2 separate regions of the Mus musculus genome follow, and region 1 is linked to region 2. The links are chromatin contacts, called in public Hi-C maps. All regions are on one chromosome and are shown on one strand. Each heading gives the region's core, a stretch centred on a gene start, on an enhancer-like site or on the middle of the called end of the contact. The rest is flanking DNA. Distances are from core to core; before and after follow the strand shown.

Region 1 (2,700 bases), core at 101-2,600, 64 kb after region 2:
CATGCAGATCTTGTATGCATTTTTGTTTTATGCCTAAGTGGTAATGCATTTCGTGTTACTAACTTTACATCCTGCAAAATTCTGTATTCTAGATTCTTGTTTCTGTTGTTTTTCTGTCCGAGTGATCTTGCTGTGGACAGAGACTTTTTTCTGTCATTCCTTCCAACGAAGGTACCTTTTCTTTTTGTATTAGTACATTAGGTAGGACTTTGAGAGAGATGTTGAAAACAAACCATGGTACGAGGAGATCGTCGAGCCTTGTTCCCGATCCTACCAAGTAAGCTGTAGTTTCTTCCCACTAATGCAATATTAATTGTTGCAGCTTTAAAAAAAGGAAGGAAATTAATTTGTGGTAGCCTGTATAAACCTAGAGGACACTTTACTTAGTGAAATAATTTAGTTACAAAAGGATAGATACTATATGATCTTTATACAGAGTCTAAAACATCCTGGGTGGCCAATTGTGATCACTTGAGAATAAGAAGATGCTAGTCAAACGGTACAAAGTTTGGTTAGGAGGAACAAGTTTTGTGAGATGGGTCACAACATGGTGACTATGGTTAGTAATGTGTTCTTTTTATTTATTTACTTATTTAGATATATAAGTACACTGTCGCTGTCCTCAGACACACCAGAAGAGGGCATCGTGTCTCATTTCAGATGGTTGTGAGCCACCATGTGGTTGCTGGGAATTGAACTCAGGACCTCTGGAAGAACAGTCAGTACTCTTAACTACTGAGCCATCTCTACAACCCCAATATTCTTTAAAAAAAATCTTTTTATAAGTTTATTTTCTCATAGATTCCATCCTGACACAGTTTCCTCCACACCCCCCCTCCCCCCGGGCCTCACCTCCTCCATCTTTTTTTAGAATTTTATTTATTTTTGTTGTTTTTGAATGTGTATGTGCGTAACTGAATATATTTTAGTGTTCCACGTGCATGTAGGTTTCCTAGAAGACCAGAAGAGGGCATCTGATCCCCTGGAACTGGAGTTAGAGGCAGTTGTGAGCTGCCAGATGTGCTGGCTGCTGGGTCCTCTGGGAGAGTGACACCTGCCAAGTCATTTCTCCAAGCTCCAATAATGTATTTTTAAATACTAAGTAAGTTGTAAGCATCCTCAACCACCAGACATGATATTTGAGATCATAATTAGCTAGCTTTAACCATGTTACATATCATGACAAAAATTACACTTCAGAATTATATATAAAAACTTATATAAACTTTAGTAGTTTCCTTTCTATTGCTGTGATAAAATTACCCAGACAAAAAGCAGCTTAGGGGAGGACGTGTTTATTTTGGCTCACAATTAAGATTCTAGTCTCTGCAGTAAAGACAGCACCAAGAGCTTGAGACAGCTGGTCCCATCATGTCCACAGACCTAGAGATGGGACCACTCTTTGTTCCTACTTTGCTTGCTGCCTGGGCAGAGGAAGGCTGTCCTGTGAGATTTTATAATCAAATGCCTCAAGTGTGGAAGGACAGAAGAATTTTCTGTCTCCCAGTACTAAAAGTCTCCCTATTTTCATTTACTAAGGGAGTGACTAGCCCAACGAGCAGTGTGAACCCAGGAGACTGGGCGTAATGTGACGCAGACTCAGGCTGTAGTAGTTACTTTTGTGTCACTGTGACCAAATGCTTATTTCTCAGTGTCAGAGAGTCCAGGCCATGGTCATTTGGTTCCTGGGCAGAACATTGTGTGTGTGGCAGAGGAGAGCTATTTACGGCTAACCACAAACCTGTGGGTGTTACAAGAAGGGCCACAGATAATATACAAGGCCCCATTCCCAGAGACCTTTCTTTAGCCAGATCCCACATTCTAACGTTTACATAATCTCCCAAAGAATGAGTAAGACCTCACTCTCTGTTCCCAGGCTGGCCTGGAACTCGGAGATCTTCACACCCTGAGTTCTGGGATTGAAGGTGTGTTCCACCAAGCCTTGATAGGACCAAGCATGAATTTGTGGGAGTACATTTCAGATTCAAAAGAACATCCTTAGACCCCGAAGACTCAGGACTGCTTAATATGGAAAGCCTAAGCAATCGGAAACTAGCAAGAATGAAAGGTAATCATCGCCCCCAAAAGCCAAGCCCAGGGCCAGACGGATTCAGTTTTGAATTTTACCAGATGGATAAAGAATTAACAAATGCTGACACTCTGAAAACTGTTTCGTAAAACGCAAAGGGAACGCTTCTAAGGTCTCTCAATGGAACCAATACTTCCCTGATACCCAAACCAGGTAACACAACGAGGTGGGACAAGGAAAACATTGCTGGTGACCAGTTTCCTTAGCAAATATAAATAGCTATAGTCACAGGGACTGTGGTATGGACATAAAAACAGACACATGGACTGATAGGAAGAGAAAAGACCCAGAGATAGCTCACAGATGAAATGACTTTCACATGATCAAGAACCTTCTGAAGCCAACCTCTTCAACAAAGGATGCTTGAAAATGTGGACATTCACATGTAGAAGGCTTAGATCCCCGTCCCTCCCCCTGAACAAAATCTACTCAAAGTAATTAAAAACCCTTAATGAAACGCGGAAACTACTCATAGAAACAGGCACAACATTTCAAGATACAGATTATGAGTTGTTTTTGAGGCAGTGTCTGCTATGTAGACCGGGCTGGTCTCAAACTCAGTCTTCTTGCTTTAGCTTACGAAATGTTGAGATAGATTCCAGGAGATGAGT
Region 2 (2,700 bases), core at 22-2,521:
TGGTTGGCTTGGAATTCCATATGTAAATCAGGCTGGCCTTAGACTCACACAGATCTGCCTACCTCTGCCTTCCCAGTTCTGGGCTTAAAGGCTTTTGAAGCTGTCTTTTCACGTTATTATTTGCTGTTCCTGAGATAATAGAAGGTTCGGGTTTCTTGCATTTAGGTTTTTAAAACCATTTAGCCAACGCGGCTGACTACTGGTGTAGAAATGAAATCGGATAAATTGAATATTTGCATCACTTTCAGGAATCCTCTGTCTTTTGGAACGCTAAGCTCAAGTTGGGCTACTATCTGCACACTGTTCCACTTAAATTCCTCGATTCAGCATCAGGTGCGAGTAAAGAATACCACTGTCTCCTATGGTAAAAACAAACAAACAAACAAACAAACACACAAACAAACAACTTCCTGTGCTGTCTTGGCTTACTCCAAACTTGTGATCCTTTTGCCTCCATCTCTGAGGTATAGCGATTCAGGCAAGCACCACCACGCACTATCTATTTATTTAATTTGTGTGGAAATGAGAGGACAACTTGTGGGAACTGGTTCTCTTTACCGCGTGGGTTCCAGGCGATCAGGCTTGGTGGCAAGTTCCTTTACTGGCTGAATCATCTCAGGAGCCATCAAACAGTCTTTAAACATAAAGCTTTGCCCTCAGCCTCTTAAGCAGGTGAGAACTAAAGTTCCTTCGAGCGCCTGGCTGAATAATTCCCAGCGTTTTGGGCATCAGTTCTTCGAAGGGACTCCACAACTAGTTAATCCGTATGGCCATGGATAACCAGCGTCCCTGCCTCAGGGAATCTGGTCCTCAGCTCTCCTGGGCTCCCTCCGTTTCCCTAGACAGCTAGCTTGTTCAAATAAAGATCTTACCTCCTAAAACATTTATTTCCCTTTCCCAAAATTCCATCTCCCCCCAAGTCGTTACAAGCAGAAAAACTTTTTTTTTTTTTTTTTAAGTGCGGGCGGCGTAGAGGGACTGGGGATGTGGCTCTCAGTTCGTGGGGTGCTTGCCTAAATCAGAGCACAGAAAGCGAGTCCAAGGCCTTCCGCTGTCCTCTCTGATGGCGACTCCCTCCCTATCCATGAGACCCAGGCGTCCTGGAACGGAGGTCCACTTCCCCGCTGGGCTCCGAACCCCCCAGGTCACGTGCTCGGGCAAGCTCTCAGCTGGACTGTGCGGGAGGCAGAGGTGACCCGAAGGTAATCCTAATGTGGGCGGGGCGCCAGAGCTCGCTCTCGCGAGACTTCGGCGCGGGAGCGCGGGGCTGCGAGGAGGACGCGGCGGGCGGTGCTTCCTCGGCCGCTCTGCTTCCAGTCCGGTGAGCCTGCCGAGTCCTGGCCTTCCACTTCCGCCCCTCAGCCGGCCGCGGCAAGTAGCGAAGCCGGAGAAGTCGCGGCCGCTCCGCCGCCGGCGCGCGTCCTTCCCCCTCCGCCACCTTTTCTCTGATTCAAGCCCGCCGCCCCAGGCTTCGCTCAGCCGAGCCCGCAGCCCACGCCGCGGCCGACATGAGCTTCTTGTTGTAAGTAGTCCAGTAGCGCCGGCTTTGTTCCGCCGCCCCCTGGGCCCCGGGCTCCAGAGGCCCCGACCTCGGGGTGCTGGCCGGCCCTGCCTCCTCGTCCTCCGGGTGCTCTCGGGGCCCTGCCTCCTCGTCCTCCTGGTGCTGCCCGGCCCTTGCCTCCCCATCTTCCTGGTGCTGTCGGGGAGCCTTGCCTCTCCATCCTCCTGGTGTTGCCGGTCCCTGCCTTCTAGTCTTCCGTACTGCCTGGCTCTGCCTCCCCGTCCTCCTGGTGCTGCCCGGCTCTGCCTCCCCGTCCTCCTGGTGCTGCCCGGCTCTGCCTCCCCGTCCTCCTAGTGCTGCCCGGCTCTGCCTCCCCGTCCTCCTGGTGCTGCCCGACCCAGCCTCCCCGTCCTCCTGGTGCTGCCCGGCTCTGCCTCCCCGTCCTCCTGGTGCTGCCCGGCTCTGCCTCTCCGTCCTCCTGGTGCTGCCCGGCCCTGCTTCCCCGTCCTCCTGCTATTGCCGAGCCCCGCCTCTCCGTCCTCCGAGTGCTGCCCGGCCCTGCTTCCCTGTCCTCCGTGTGCTGCCCGGCCCTGCCTCCCGGTCCTCTTGGTGCTGCCCAGCCCTTCCTCCCCGTCCTCCTGCTATTGCCGGGCCCTGCTTCTGCGTCCTCCGGGTGCTGCCCGGCCCTGTTTCCCCGTCCTCCGTGTGCTGCCCGGCTCTGCCTCCCGGTCCTCCTGGTGCTGCCCGGTCCTTCCTCCCCGTCCTCCGGGTGCTGTCTGGGAGCCCTGCCTCCCTGTCCTCCTTGTGTTGCCCGTCCCTGCCTTCTAGTCCTCGGTGCTGCCCGGCTCTGCTTCCCTGTCTTGGAGCTGCCCTTCCCCGTCTCCCCTTCCTCCTGGTGCTTGCTCTCAGGGCCGTGCCTCCTTGTCCTCCTGGTGCTGTCGGACCCTGCCTTTCCATCCTCCTGGTGCTGTCAGAGGGCGGGGGTGGGGGGAACACTGCTCCCTACCCTCATGTTCTGTTGGGGTGCCCTGCCTCCCTGTCCACTTGGTGCTGTCGGGGTGGGGTTGGGGGTGCTGGCTGCTTCTCAGGTCCCAGTGTGCTACCTGGGTCATGGACCCCAGTGTCTATTTCTGCATTTCTCTACCTGGCTCCATCTTCGCTTGCCTGCCTGCTTGTCTCCACCTCTGTCTCTTGTCCTT

The links. Hi-C and Micro-C count contacts between places; a contact is called where the count stands out from the background.
Region 1: a contact with region 2 is called in a Hi-C map of uterus, with 2.4 times the contacts expected there. The contact joins the enhancer-like site here to the promoter of Mob1b in region 2. A contact is called at or near these places in 8 of 39 promoter capture datasets (the C10 cell line, the HPC-7 cell line, HPC-7-derived erythroid cells and 5 more), 12 of 484 Hi-C or Micro-C datasets (centroblasts, centrocytes, double positive thymocytes and 9 more) and 2 of 9 other capture datasets (adipose tissue and pancreatic islet).

The regions. Positions count from the first base shown.
Region 1 is chr5:88,783,936-88,786,635 of GRCm38.p6, forward strand. No RefSeq gene overlaps it. Among named protein-coding and RNA genes, the nearest start is that of Dck, 20 kb to the left of the region's middle. Within about 2 kb of position 1,351, at least 5 of the 459 cell types and tissues checked have an H3K27ac peak or open chromatin away from gene starts, as enhancers often do. A contact at or near this core is called in uterus, where this site is marked.
Region 2 is chr5:88,719,600-88,722,299 of GRCm38.p6, forward strand. Mob1b (MOB kinase activator 1B) reads left to right here and starts at 1,272. Exons shown (of 6, transcript NM_026735.2): 1 at 1,272-1,522. The coding sequence starts at 1,509.